Regions from separate parts of the Sus scrofa genome. Here region 2 is linked to region 1. The links are chromatin contacts, called in public promoter capture Hi-C maps. All regions are on one chromosome and are shown on one strand. Each heading gives the region's core, a stretch centred on a gene start, on an enhancer-like site or on the middle of the called end of the contact. The rest is flanking DNA. Distances are from core to core; before and after follow the strand shown.

Evidence for each region. Promoter capture Hi-C pulls out the DNA fragments that hold promoters and counts their contacts.
Region 2: a promoter capture Hi-C map of fetal liver shows a contact between it and region 1, with 2.6 times the contacts expected there. The contact joins the enhancer-like site here to the promoter of FAM47E in region 1. A contact is called at or near these places in 3 of 5 promoter capture datasets (fetal liver, fetal skeletal muscle and liver), 9 of 47 Hi-C or Micro-C datasets (alveolar macrophages, embryonic fibroblasts, fetal heart ventricle and 4 more) and 2 of 2 datasets of contacts at active chromatin or transcription factors (alveolar macrophages and skeletal muscle).

Annotation. Positions count from the first base shown.
Region 1 is chr8:71,937,485-71,944,883 of Sscrofa11.1, reverse strand. It overlaps FAM47E (protein FAM47E), which reads right to left and starts at 4,587. Exons shown (of 8, transcript XM_013978791.2): 1 at 4,293-4,587; 2 at 1-155. The coding sequence starts at 4,366.
Region 2 is chr8:72,046,357-72,053,755 of Sscrofa11.1, reverse strand. CCDC158 (coiled-coil domain-containing protein 158) reads left to right here. Exons shown (of 22, transcript XM_021101466.1): 9 at 863-1,060; 10 at 2,258-2,740; 11 at 5,396-5,585. Among named protein-coding and RNA genes, the nearest start is that of CCDC158, 39 kb to the left of the region's middle. Within about 2 kb of position 3,860, at least 2 of the 83 cell types and tissues checked have an H3K27ac peak or open chromatin away from gene starts, as enhancers often do. A contact at or near this core is called in fetal liver, where this site is marked.

The DNA.
Region 1 (7,399 bases), core at 3,338-5,837:
CCTGGGTGATCAGACCTCTGCAGGGCGGGCAGGCTTCCCGGAAGTCATCCAGCTCGGTTGTCACAAATCTCCAGCGTCGGCTGCTCAGGGAGGTGGGACCCGGCGGCCCGCCCTTATGCTTTGGGAAGCACTTGGAAGCCAGATTCTCGGTGTACCTGGAAGACAACGTGCCCAGGGGTATAGACCACAGGGGTGGAGAGTAGCAGAAGGAGGGTGTGAGCAGGCTGGCCTCTTCCTGTTTTAGGAGGAGAGGTGGGGGAAGAGAGGGTCGCGCCGAAAGCTGAGCTTATCACTGTCCTGGTCCATGGCACATTATTGCTGCTCTTCCCTCTATTCTATGTTATCCCCATATCCCACCCTCACTGCCCTCCCCTGCACAGGCAAAGCCATTCCAACAAATTTGGAATGTACCTTCCTGTTTGCAGACATCCTTATGAGGTCTACAGTGTTTCTGTGAGTATGAATTCTTTTCTTTCTTTTTTTCTTTTCTTTTTTTTTTTTTTTTTGTGATCCAAACTGCTGCAGTGACACCAGATCCTCAACCTACTGCTCCACAAGAGAACTCCCAAATGATTCCCATGATTCCCAAATGGATTCTGAACGAACAGTCTTCCATCTCCTCCCCCCCCCGCCCCCGCACCCTGCACCTGCAGCATGCAGAAGTTCCCAGGCCAGGGATTGAACCCACACCACAGCAGTGACAATGCAAGATCCTTAACTGCTAGGCCACCAGGGAACTCCTGTGTGTATGTATTCTTAATTTACATAAATCTTATTGTTCTGTTACTTGTTTACCAAGTATAATATCATAGAGGCCCATCTGTCACTCTGTGTACATCTAATCCATTATTACCAACAACTGTCATCACCATCTATCTATCTATTCTTTTTGTAAGGGATAGTCACAAGTTGTGAGCCCTCCTGGAACTCTTTCTTATCCTTCAAAGGGACACAGTGTAGTGGGAAGAACTGGGATCCCAGGGACAATGTGCCCCTAATTAGCTGCATGACCCTCAGATTTCATTTAACCTCTGTGGGCCTGGATTTATCCTCTAAACTCAGGAGGTCAAGGGTTGCAAACTAGCTATTTATGGGCTGTATCAGGCCCACAAATCTGTCATTTGGTCCCCTTTGTGTTTTAATAAGAATGATAATAACTGACATGTATTGAGAACTAATAAGCGCTATTCTAAGTGCTTTACATGTATTAACTTATTTTAATCTCATAAGAAGCTGATGAAGTAGGTAGGTCCTGGTATTAGTCCCATTTGCAGATAAGGAAATTGAGGCACAAAGAAGTCTAAACACAAAACAAACATTTGTCAAAGTTCCCACAGCTAGTAAACAGAAGAGCTGGGATTTTAATCCTGGTCGGTCATGTGACTTTAGGGAAAGATGTTTAACCACAATGCTAGAGCTTCTGACATATAAAAAAAGTTCACACAAATAATCTGGAACAAAAATCAGGATCTCTGGGAACACTGGGTCCACCTCCTTATGAAGCTGGTATTGGTATAATGGCTGCCCTCTTTAGACAAATCCTGTGCTCTCTTAGTCACAGTCTCCACCACTCCCTACTGCCTCATACACAGCCTCCTTCACATTGTTTCTTTACCCACCAGGCCCCTATTTGCACTGAGAAGTTAGGGCATGAAGATGAGATGGAATAGACAGATGGACAAATAGGAGTTCTTGGATAATCTAATACATCCAGCTATTGCCAAAGTCAAGACTTGGAATCTGAGCAGCTTCATGGTAGGTCTGTCATTATCCTAATACATCAGACTGCCCTAGTCAGATATTTCTATATTACTGATGTCTTTCTTGGAAGCCTCTTCCACCTCCAGACCCATTATACCAAATCTACTCCTTGTTGCACTCAGCCTTATAGACACAAAACATTATTGAGAGATTCCAGCTTGATCTCTATCCTTTTCTTGCGAGTCTTAGAAATTTTTGCTTGCTGTGCATGTATGTGTGTTTTAAGGGCTTGCTCCACCTCCACTGTGAAGATGTAGATGAAAGGATGCAAAAACATGAGCTTACACAAAGTTGCTCTTTGCAGTTAATAAATCACTCAAATAGCTAAGTGGTGGGGATGCTGACATTCCAGCTAACCCTGAGACTGAATGACCCACTCAGCCTGACCTATTAGCAAGTTACCCTCCATAGTATTAAATACCTTAACAATGTTTATTTTCCACGCATTTACAAGTAATTCAAACACCCAAGGACTTCTGAAAATCAAATCTGATAAATAATATTTTTACTTAAGCACAGTCATACAACCCAAAATGGGAAAAGTGTGGCAGCTAACTCAAGCCTCATAGAATAGTAGAGCCAGCAGAAACTGAAATAAATCTAGGCCACCGTCTTCACTTTGCAATGAGAAAACTGAGTTCCAAAGAGGTGAATAAAGCAACCAGTCTAGCTGGAGGGCTTCCCACAACCCCTCTTTGCCCCTCATAGCTAATGAACTTCGCTCTCCGCATTCTGTAATGTTCATGAAAAATTTTGCTTGAGCCAGAAAATAAAACTAAAACATGTTTTCCTAAACATGAACTCTTCACAGTCACTAGATGAGACATAGATACTTCCACCTTTACGATTCGCAAAAGAGCATCAGACGTTTGTCCTAAAGAAACGAAAACTTATGTTTTCACAAAAACTTGTACATAAATGTTCATAGCAGCTTTTTTCATGGTATCTAAACACCAGAAACAACCTGAATGTCTTGCCACAGGTGAATGGATAAATTAACTGTGGTACAGCCATACCATGTAATAGTACTCAGCAGTAAAAATGAACTAACTACTGGTGCATAAAACATTTTGGATGGACCTCAAGGGTTTTATGCTGAATGAAAAAGAGCCAGTGTCAAGAGGTTTTATACCATATTATTATTCTGTTTACCTAACAGCCTCGAAAGAACAAAAGTATAGAAACGAAGATCAAATTAGTGGCTGCCAAGGGCTGTGAGTGGGAAAATGAGTAATAATAAAGGGGTAGCATGAAGTAGTTCTCTTATGGCGAAGAAAAGTTTTGTATTTTGATGTATATATGAGACAACATTTTTTTTCTTTTTAGGGTTGCACCTGTGGCACATGGAGGTTCCCAGGCTAGGGGTCGAATCAGAGCAGTAGCCACCAGCTTACGCCACAGCCACAGCAACACCAGATCCTTAACCCACAGAGTGAGGCCAGGGATTGAACCCACAACCTCATGGTTCCTAGTCAGATTCATTTCTGCTGCGCCACAACGGGAACTCCCATGACAACATTTTACAGAACTATACACACACGAAAACTGGTGAAATTCAAGTAAAGTCTACAGTCTAGTTCACATATGGCACCAGTGCTGATTTCCTGGTTCCATAACAGTACTATCTTTATGCAAGATGGTACCACTGGAAGCAGCTGGAGGAAGGGTACATGGGACCTCTGCACTATATCTGCAACTTCTTGTGAGTCTATAATTATTTCAAAACAGAAAGTTTGAAAATGGGGGTGGGAGAAGATTCTCAAAGAGTTGGTTAATTGCGAACATGTACACAGCGTGTGTATGTGACCGTAACTGCTTAACGTGTGCCATGTAGGTTAATCTTCACTACAATACTGTAGAGTTAATTCCTTTTATTGTCCCCATTTATTGTTAAGAAAACCCAGCCGGGAAAGAGCAGCTAACTTGCCCAAGGTCACCCGTCAAATAAGAGGAGAATGTCCCTTCACCGCTAGCCTTTCTGATTCTAGACTTTGGAATCTTAACCGCCACCAGGACAGCTTAATTCCGTTCTCAAATACAGATCAAGAAATTAGCAAAGAGCCTCGGCTTCCTGCCCTGTGGCAGTGACACCAACCATCGAAAATGGCAGCAGACACACGCCAGTACCCGAGGCACTCCCCAAACACGGGCTCAGCTTGGCCGCAGTCACCAGCTGGGTGGCCAAGGTGCAAGATCCAGCTGCTAACCCGGAGAAGGGTGGGTCGCAGACTAAACCAGTCTCCGCGGAAGACTGTGACTATTAGTTTCCCATCAGGAAGGCGTATATTAATCTCCATCTCCTGAGGGGTTGGGAGGATAACAGAAAGATGTCCTTTGCAGTGAGGGGCGTCGCGCGCGCGGTTATATTCCATTCCGGTCATTTAGGAGCGGGACACCTTGAGAGTGAAAGGCAGCTGAGCCCTCCCTCCGCGGCCCGGGGCCCTCCCCCGTCCCCAGCCCCAACAAGCACGAGGTGCAGGCGCCCCCAAGTGGCACCGGCCCGATGCGCCCTCGCGAGGGCGCGCGCTTACCGGGGCCCGCAGCTGATGCCCACCGGCACCCGGGCCTGCGCTGCGGGCGGGAACCGTACCCTGCGGTCAGCCATGGTGCCCGGCTGCCCGCTCGGCCTTGTGTAGGGCGCGTTCCCAGCCGCTCGGGTCGCTAGGAGACCGCGGAGTGGTGCGCGGCCCAGACTCGCCCCCGGCGCGCCCTTGCGCAGCTCAGCTGCTCCCCGGGAACCCGTGGCCCTGGGGTCCCTGCGCCCCCCAACTCCCGCCGCCCCCGAGCCTTCGCCAGCGCCGCGGTGCGTGGACCTTGGCAGCCGAAGTACGAAGGATCAGGTTCTGGTGTCATCGTGTTTGAATCTGTTGGGAAAGCGCGTTCAGGCTTTTGGGGGGGGGGGGCGGTCACCATCGTTTCAAAAAATTTGTTGTTAAAGCAAAGGAACATCGCGGCTGGAGAGGCAGCAAGAGAAAGAGTGAAAAGACTAGACCCATTTCTAATCGTGAGAAGGCCTTTTGGCACGGAATGATTTTCTGGAGGTCTGGGTACTCCGTGAGCCTCACCGCCTCTGTAAATCCAGGGCTGCGTACTGCTATCTAGCTAGTCACCAGCTGGATTCGAGTCCCTTCCAGATTTGTGTTACTTGACTCTTGCCTCAACGCACTTCAGCAGTGAAATTGCTATGCAGTTGGCCCTGGTAGGCAGATGCCCAGATGAATATGGATTGAGGGAAGTTGTGTTTTGGGTTTGCCAAGTTCTCTTGCTACTTCTGAGTGTTCCTGATTTAAATAGTAAGCATCGCTTCTAGAGGAAATAGGAGCAAAAAATTCTCTTCTCGCAAAATTATTGCAGTAGTTATATTGTGTCTGTTATCGTGCAATACTTTTGTGTGTGGGGAATACTTTTTGTCGTCATTTAAAGATGTGTCTTCAAACTTCCTGGGAGTAAATTAGCTTCCCCCTTGGGCACCTGTTAAATATCTACGCGTGGTAATAAAGGTGCCCCAGCTGCTACTGGTTCTAGCATCTTCACTCGCTGCGTGTGTTCTGCTGCCTTTTCTGGGCACAGTGGAAAGCCCTGGAGTCCCACCTCCTGAGATAAGTCATGATTCTGTCACTTAATAATTATGCACCCCCCCCCAGGCACAGTTGCTGAAACTTGTTTTAGCTTCACTGATTTCACATAGAGTTATTGGGGAATTCAATGAGATAATGAATGGAAAGCATTTAACCCAGTGCTGGCAGGTAAGAATTCCTCGAGAACTCCAGAGTAGTAGTATTATCTCAGCTGTGAACTGGGGAATGATCATATTTGCCTGGCTACTTCACAGAGCTGTTATGAGTCAGTTCATGGAGAAAGCTACAAATGTCATCATGCTAATGAGCCCCATTAGTTGTTTATTAGTATCTTTGATAAGAACTTTAATACTAGTTTGATTGCAAATTCAAGCTTTTATTACTTTGAGGAAGTAGGATTTCTCCTTAGGACTGAGAGTGAGGGTCATGTCCACCTTGCTTCTAGTACTGTGCATGGCACACAGTAGGTGCTCATTCAACACATCTTGTCTGTTACGGCCCTGCTAGGTGCTGGGGATGCAATGGGGAATAAAACAGACCGGGTCTTTGTGATCCTTTTACAGGGTTTTGAGGCAGGAGGTAGATGGGCCCCTGCGCTGAAAACAGCTGAGACTTGTTAGGCCCAGGAAACTGAGCCTTGTTTCTCTGTGACACTTAAAGGAAAAAGGTAATTGCAGGAGCTGAGCTCCGCTGGAATCCAGAGATAAGATTGTGAGAATGGCTGGGAAGGAGGGGGCAGAGGCTGGAGCAATGAGATTGCCAGGGGAGTTTGTTGACCAAGACATTGGTCTCAAACCCTGAGCAGGCAAGACTTCCCCACCGCCGCAGGGGAGTGCTTGATTTTTTTATAGACAGGGGCGTTTTGTTGAGCAATGTAGTCTGTGGCCTTGGGGCTTATCTTTGTCTTTGGGAACTTATCCGTTACATGGGCCTGCTTGATAAGAGGGAGTCTGTGTCCTTTTAGGCCTTGTTTCATGTTCCATCTAGAAAGATGACCATTCAATCACTCCTGGGGTCAAGGAGAGCTCCCCAATTACACATGCGCAGTAAGACTGTAGGGGTCAGAAAGGGAGGAGGCTCCAGGCCATAATAAGTCCTGATACCTCCTGGCACCCTTTGCCCTGGAATCCATCTTTGTCAAAAGATGTGCACGCACGTTGGGGAGGGTCCTGTGTCCAGTCAGGTGTGAGAATTAAAACAGGACAATTGGCTAAAGGTAAACAAAGACCCAGAATAACTGTCCTATATAAGTGATTTAAATCAGCTCTCTGGCTTGCTGCTCATTGCGGGGGACACCCACATTCTACTTTAGGGTGTGTATTACGGCTTTGCTTCTGACTTAAATAAATGACTTCTCTGTGTGCTCCCCTACATGTTGTGCTGTGACTCTAACAATAAATTTTATGCCTGTTTTCACAGTCTTTGCCTCCTTGAAACATTCTTGCTTTCAACAGGGGGCAAGAATGAGGGCAATTCTTCTTTCAGCCTCCAGCTAATCTAGTGGCTAGGATTCCTGGTTTTTGTCCAGTCTGCCCAGGTTTCATTCCTGAGCAGAGAATTAAGATCTCACTCCAAGCTGTCACTCACTGCTGTGTCTCCAGGATCAGTTTCTAGTGTTTGTTGAATGCATTAATTAATAAGACACCACCTATTTTCATGACTCTTGCATCCTCACAGCTTGATGGTTGCTTCATGTAGTAATTTTGGTTTCATAGCTGGTAGGAAATAACAAAGATTCTTTATTTCACCACGTTCCATACCTTCATTAGAGCCATTACTCGGGGAATCTCTCATTCCTTCTCTCCCTTCTCTTTACAAAGGTAAAACGTAGTTACATTCAGTAATCTAATGAGTAGATGTTATTTAAGAGTGAGGATAGTGACGTTCCAGGCTTGTTTTTTCCAGCCTTGTTTTCTTCCAGCCTTGTTGGCAGGTAGTTTGATCATTTTTTTTACAAATACAGTTAACCACATACCCATAACAGGATCTTATTACCGGATCTTTCCCACTCCAGGTCGAATTACTATCTCTGTAACATTTTACTACATACTTAGCAGTGC
Region 2 (7,399 bases), core at 2,611-5,110, 110 kb before region 1:
TTACTCTCCCATAAAGTCTGACTCCCTATCTTTCGAGACTGTTCCTGACCCGGCTTCACCTTACCTCTCCAATCTTTCCTCTCCCCCCAACACACCCAGTGCTCCAGGCAAGCCACGGGTGCCCTCTTCTAGTCTCTTTTTGCTAATTCCTGCATCTCCAAGCTGTTCGCAAGGTCCAACTCAAATGCCACCTTAAAGTGTTTTGCTCTCAGTAATTTCTCTCTGCTGTTCGTCAGCTCTGTCTCTTTAATGAAAAGCCACCTCCAGTTATTTGTGTCTGTGTGTTATCTTTCTCTTGGAGTGAGAAGCCTTCTGAAGACCTCTGTGCCTTTGTTTGTCTTTCTCTGACTAAGGAGTTTTTGCCAGCAGTGAACACTCACAGTGTACTTTTTGAGTGACTGAAGAGGGAGGTCATTCTATCCACAGCCCCATGGCTGCTCCAGGCCCAGTCCTGACTCTCTTCTGCCTTTTCTGAAGTAGAAGTCCAGCTTATTGTTACTATTCCTTTAAGCTTTTGAGCGTTTCCTTATCACAGGAGCGCACCTGATGTGATGCATAATACCTTCGTTAGAAAATTTAAAACTAAAAAAAAAAAAAAAAGATGATTTGTAGTTTCCTTTTCATTATATAGTTTCAGGGTCTGGTCCATTGAAATTTACTTGTAAAGCTAGAAATTACAAGTAAGCTGTTATTTTTCTAGGAAGTCATTGTTCCTAACCATACCTTTATAAAGGAGTCAGATTCCAAAAATCAAAGGCTTCTCAAATTACGTAAAAACTCCAAAGATGATGCAAGGAAGAGAGGAGTTTTATTTTCATTATTGAATACCAAGGATAAAGAGAGCTTGCCTCACTTCTTGTAGGCTGATCTGCATAAGCGAGAGAAGGAGCTGAGTCTGGAGAAGGAGCAGAACAAGCGTCTGTGGGACAGGGACACAGGCAACAGCATCACCATTGACCACCTGCGGCGGGAGCTGGACGACAGGAACATGGAGGTGCAGCGCCTGGAGGCCCTTCTCAAGGCCATGAAGAGCGAGTGCCAGGGCCAAATGGAGCGGCAGGTCAGGCAGGGGGCGGCCTCTCCCAGAGCAGAGCTGTGGGGGTTCTCTGAGCGAGCTCAGAACCTGCTGTTGATTTCTGTATTTCTGACCATTTGCTGAATGTAAAACACTACGCTTTATCTCGCTTTTGTCCATCATTGAGTAACGAAGCTCCCGTCCAATTGCCTATTCATTCTCAACCTAGAAATGGGTCACCTAATGATTGCTTGTTTCAGAAAAGCATCAAACCATAGGGAGAGCTGAGGAACAGAGGGATGGAAGTTTCTGACAGAGGTTTTTTTGTTTTTGTTTTTCCTATGAAAGAGGCTTTCCCCTCCACTCCCCCCAGGCCTGTTAGGACTGATATATATGCAGGTGGGGTGCCCTCCTTTTCAGGGCACTGGTAGTGAACCCCGTGGAGGGCTCTGCTAACAGCAGTGTAGCCTCAGTCCTGCAAGAACATGGTTCCAGTGCCGGTAGTCGCCATACAGACATAAAAGCATCCCACAGGGAGTTCCCATTGTGGCTCAGTGGGTTAAGAACCCGACTAGTATCCATGAGGATGCCGCCCTGGCCCGGATCAATGGATTAAGGATCTGGTATTGCCTTGAGCTGTGGTATAGGTCACAGATGCATCTCAGATCTGGTGTCACTGTAGCTGTGGTGTAGGCCAGCAGCTACAGCTCTGATTCGACCCCTAGTCTGGAAATTTCCATATGCCAAGGGTGTGGCCCTAAAAAGAAAAGAAAAAAAAAAGCATCCCTCAAAAAAAATAAGCTTCCCAGGATGAGAAATCAAACCAAAGGGCCAGTCTTGGTTTAGACCAGGCGGAATCATTTTCCTATTCTCTCATTTTTCCCTCAGAAGCAGAATTAATGGGCTGGCTGGAAGGAAATAGGGCAGTTATCTTCAACCCTGCCACGCTTCCCCTGTTGCCAGTGTCATCCTGGCTTAAATTGATAGAGAAAACAGCCCCAGGGGAAACTTGCCAAGCTCCTCCCCCTCCCAGAAAGCCACTCCGGAGAAACATTATTATTTAATTAAGGCCTCTCCACCTTGGTCTAATGAGCAGATATCAATCTCTGGTATGTATGAAGCTCTGCCAGCAAAACAATTTGAGGTCCTATCAGATTCATGATTGCATGTTCTTGAGCTAACTTGTTCTGTCTCAGATCTGTCTGCCCAAATCCACGAAATTCTCTCTTCTTTAACAATCAGATGGCAGCAATTCAGGGAAAGAATGAAAGTCTAGAGAAAGTGTCCTCCTTGACGGCCCAACTGGAATCCACCAAAGAGATGCTCCGCAAAGTAGTGGAAGAGTTGACAGCCAAGAAGATGACCCTGGAGAGCTCCGAGAGGACCGTGTCTGACCTGACAGCTTCTCTGCAGGAAAAAGAGAGGGCCATCGAGGCCACCAACTCGGAGATCCTGAAGCTGCGCTCCCGGGTGGACCTGAAGCTGCAGGAGCTGCAGCACCTGAAGAATGAGGGGGATCACCTCCGAGACGTGCAGACCGAGTGCGAGGCCCTCAAGCTGCAGATGGCAGAGAAGGACAAAGTCATCGAGATCCTGCGGCAGCAGATTGAGAACATGACCCAGCTGGTGGGCCAGCACGGCCGGACGGCTGGCGCCATGCAGGTGGAGAAGGCCCGGCTGGAGAAGGAGGTCGGCGACCGGAGGCTGGAGCTGCAGGAGCTGAAGGTCTGTGGGCTCCTTCGGCGGTCTAGCTTCGGAAATAGCTGTGTTCCTAGGAGCAAGGACGACCTGATTTACTGGACAGGGCTCCTGCAAGGATGACTGTGGACCCTCGGAAATGGTTGGAAAATGTTTATGTCAGTGCGCATGTGTGTGTGTAAGAAAGGATCCATCTTTTGATTAGATTCCAAAAGGCGTGGCTCCCAAATGGTTTAGAACTGATGATTCGGAAGAGAAAAATCAGAAAGCCCAGCTTCTTCTTGAAGCCTTTCCTGACCCACAGTTTGAAAAAGTGTTTTCTCCCTTTTCAGGCAGACCTAAATTTCAACCCCATCTCTTACCACTCAGTAATTGTAAAACACTGGACCGTTTGCTGAATGGTGGCCTCAAGGTCTGTAAACCAAAACCAAACCAAACACCAAAACAAAAAAACATCTCAAAACCTTATTGGGTTACTTGAGGCTTAAATGAGAAAATATATACCGAGGACTTAGCCTGGTTCCTGGCCTGTAGAAGATGTTTAGAAAATATTAGTTCTGTTCTCCACCCGCACTTTATCACACTTTATTTGTACCTGTTCTAACCTGGATCCCGTTCTGTATCACAGCGTGTGTGTGGGTGTGGGGGTATGTGTGTTCTTATGTGAATGCCAGTGCCTCCTCTTCCCTGTAAGACTGCAGACTTCTTCAAGCAGGTACACATCTTATTCATATTTGCACCCCTGCCCCATGACCTTGTGCCTTGCACCCAGCAGGTGCTCAGTAAATATTTTTCAAAATTTAAAATTATTGAACTAACTTTTAAAAATTTGATTTCCTAAGCTTTATATCACCTGTATCTTCTCTAGTAACTAGTAGGAGACAAATCATATACCATTTTTTCTTTCAGTTTTATTGAGATAAAATTGACATATAGCACTAAGTTTAAGGTGTACAGTGTAATTGCTTGACTTACATATATTGTGCCATGATTACCACTAAGTTAACATCCATCATCTTATATAGGTACAAAAAATAAATAAAACAATGTTTTTTCCCTTAAGATGAGAACTTCGAGGATCTACTCTGTCAGCATACAGCAGTAGTAACTGTAGTCATCACATGGTACATTCCATCACTAGTAATGATTTAGCCTGTAACTGGAACTTTGTACCTTTTGACTACCTTCAGCCAATTCCCCTTCCCTCTCCTTTCCCTGCCTCTGAGAACCACATATCTTGAATAAACTTTGGATGGTCGTGTTTGCTCCTTCTAAAAATCAGGCCGATGGATTATTACCTATCCTATGGAGACATACAAGTTCATTGCCTAAAGAACTGGAATTTTCTAGTGCTTAAGTTTTACTTGATTATATCGTAATTTTTTAAATAGCCAAAGTCACCATGAAAGAGACTTTAAAAGCCTTTAAAAGGCTTCTTGGTGGCCAGTCCTTACCGTAGAAACTTTAGAATAGGTTTGTAGAACATGTTAGAGGATAAAAGCGATTATTCAACGTTCTTGTTAAAAGAGATGGATTTCTGGTATTGTTAAGAGTATAAACAAATGCAAGACTCTTTTGAGTTTTATATTCCAGAAATTAAATAATTTGACCTTCACGAAAACCTGATGAGGTGGGTACATTTTGCAGAAGAGGAAACAGACCGTAGCTCTGCCTGAGAGCACCACTACCTTGGGATCTGACCCTAGGCAGTGTATGAGTAAATATTATAGTGTAGTGGGTCTCAATCACTTGGACTGAGAACCAGAATCAGCTGGAGGGCTTGTTAAAACACAGACTGCGGGGCCCCAGCCCCAGGGTTTCCGATTCAGTTGGTCTGGGATGGGGCCTGAGAGTTAGTGTTTCTGAACAAGTCTCCATCTGATGCTGGTCTGGAGAGCACGCCCCAGAGTAGTAAGGGTTCCTGTGACTAGAGTGGCCTGTGAAGACTTCATAGAGAAGTGGGGACTTGAAATGGGTAAAACTAGGCAAAGAGGAGGAAAGAAGGCATTCCTAGCTTGGGAAGGCTCAGTTTGTATTTTATCCTGGAGATGGTGTGGGAGCCATGACAGGTTTGGGGTAGAGAGGAGGAGGTGGCACGAAAAAGGCAGCATTGGGGGTAGGTTGATCTGAGGAAGTTTGGATAAAGAATGCAAAAACAGATTGGAGAGGGTAGAAACTAATTTTCACTTCCCAGATACGGAGCAGCTTCAGGCAAAGGTCAGCCTAGGTGCGAAGAGCCTCACACAGATGCAAAGGCTGTGAGTTAAACACTTGAGCTTTAATACCCCATCCACGTGCATGAGCTGCCAGGTGCATGAGCTGCCTTTCCCCTCTCTCCCCCTGCCGAGAGGACAGGAGTAGCATATGCCCAGCACAGCCTGTCCCTTCCCACACCCCTTCCCACACCCCATGACACCAGCTGGATCTAGGGTGACAGCAGGAGTGGCTTGATGAGCAGGAATCAGGGCCATATTTAGGGCCTTTCCCACCCAAGCCCATCACAGGTGAGAGTGAGACAAGCCCACAGCGCTCCACCAGTCCTTTCTGAAACAGCCAAAAGCTTGTCATGTGTTACATTTCAAATATAGCCTTGGCCTGTGTATTTAAACTGCATTAGCTGGTACTGCATTTAAGGCTACGTGTTTTTCTTACTCCATCCTTTGTATTTATCCCTATATTTAGATTTTGAAAGATAAAAAAGATGCAAAGATACGGGAGCTTGAGGCCAGAGTGAGTGACCTGGAGCTGGAAAAGGTGAAGCTGGTGAATGCAGGTTCTGAGCGGCTCCGTGCAGTGAAGGACATCAAACAAGAGAGAGATCATTTATTAAGTGAGGTGAAAACCAGTAGGAATGAGTTAAACAGTCTTACAGGTATGTTGCTCCAGTTCAAATTCTGCTGAAACATCGGAGTGCTATGAGTGGAGTTCACTGCGGATGGTAGAACCATCACAGCAGAATGGCTCCTAATCCCACATTTCAGACGTGGATAATGATGCTGCCTGGGTGGGGACGGTTCATCATGTGACATGCTGATACTGCTCCTTGGCTTGGGCTCACTCACCACTGGCTTTAGTCAGCCTTCAAGGTCCATGAGAAGGGCGAGGGAAGCGGAAACCTTGAGTCCTTTGAGTCAGGTAGCTTGTTTAGGGTTAATAATGAAGCAGCACCTGTCAACAGGCTTATGAAAACTTCTTGAAATGGAGGAATCCAAGACCTTAAATTTTAAAATGAAACTCTCCGAGTTCACCAGGAGTATGCCACACACATACACACACACACCACCCCATCATTGATTCCTGAGCACATACTATGCCACAGGCCAAGACAGGCCCTAGAAACAGTGAGCCTCCTGACTGGTTGGGAGTCAGAGCTGGGGAAACAGTACAGTGGGTGGGACAGTGGACGAGTGCTGTATGCAGACGTGGGAGAGGATGGAGTATCAGCCTCCCATGGGAGGTGACATCTGTACCAGGTTTGATGAGGAAAAGGAATTTAGCAGGTGAAAAAGAGGTAGAAGGGCAATCCAGGTGGGGAGAACATGGTGTGCAGAGCACGAAGGCACAAATAATATGATGTGACCTCAGGAGTACTTGTGAGCACTGAGAAATGAGGCAGAGTGCGAGGCAGAGCTGGACAATGTGGAGCCAGCAAAAGGTATTGTGAGATTGATGTCACCAAATTTACATTTTAGAAGGACAGTGTTAGCAGGTGAAAAGAGGCCAGCCTAAAGGGATGAGGCCAGCCACTTAAGGAAGATTTTGCAGTGGTCCCAGGGGAAGCTGGTGAGAATTTGAACTAGGCAGTGGCAGTGAATGAGAAGAGAGGGAAGAATTAAGAATGTTTTTGAAGGTTGAATCAGCAGTACTTGATGAATAGAGGGGTTGTGTGTGTTCCAGGCTTTAAATTTGCAGTGTTGGGAGAATAGAACACCTGAGAGCTGAAAAGCAGGACAGGAAGGCTTGAGGGCGGGAGGGCGAGATGTCCGTGTGAGACGGTTGGTCTGGGGGCCCCTGGACGTGCATGTGAAGTGTCTGGATAGGCAGTTAGAGCTCAGCACAGAGGTCTTGGCTCTCTTTGTTCCCTTTATATGTAAGCCTATCATATATCAACATCTAAATGTAAATAAGTAGCTAGTTGAGTAAGTGTGTGTCTTTTGTCTTTTAAGGGCCGAACCCATGACATATGGAGGTTCCCAGTCTAGAGGTTGAATTTGGAGCTGTAGCCGCCAGCCTACACCACAGCCACAGCAATGCCAAATCCGAGCCGCCTCTTTGACCTACACCACAGCTCACGGCAACACAGGGTCCTTAACCCACTGAGCGAGGCCAGGGATTGAACCCTTGTCCTCATGGATGCTAGTCGGGTTCGTTAAACAGTGAGCCGTGACGGGAACTCCGATATGTGTATTCTTGTATGTGAATGGTGAATGTCAGGTGTTTTGATAGTTAGTGGAGATAAAAAATCAGGTAAGACACATAGCAGTCTCAAGTTACTTGGAGTGTTATGGAGACTCATCTTCCTGCTGAGGATGATTAAACCTGTTGAGGTGGATGTGATTATCCAGGAAGGTTTAAGATGAAATCCATAAGAGCCAATTACACTGGCTGGGAAAAAGCAGTGACTAATAAGTAATAAAGAGGAGGACCCACCCAAGCAGATTTAAGAGTCATATCCCCAGAAATACA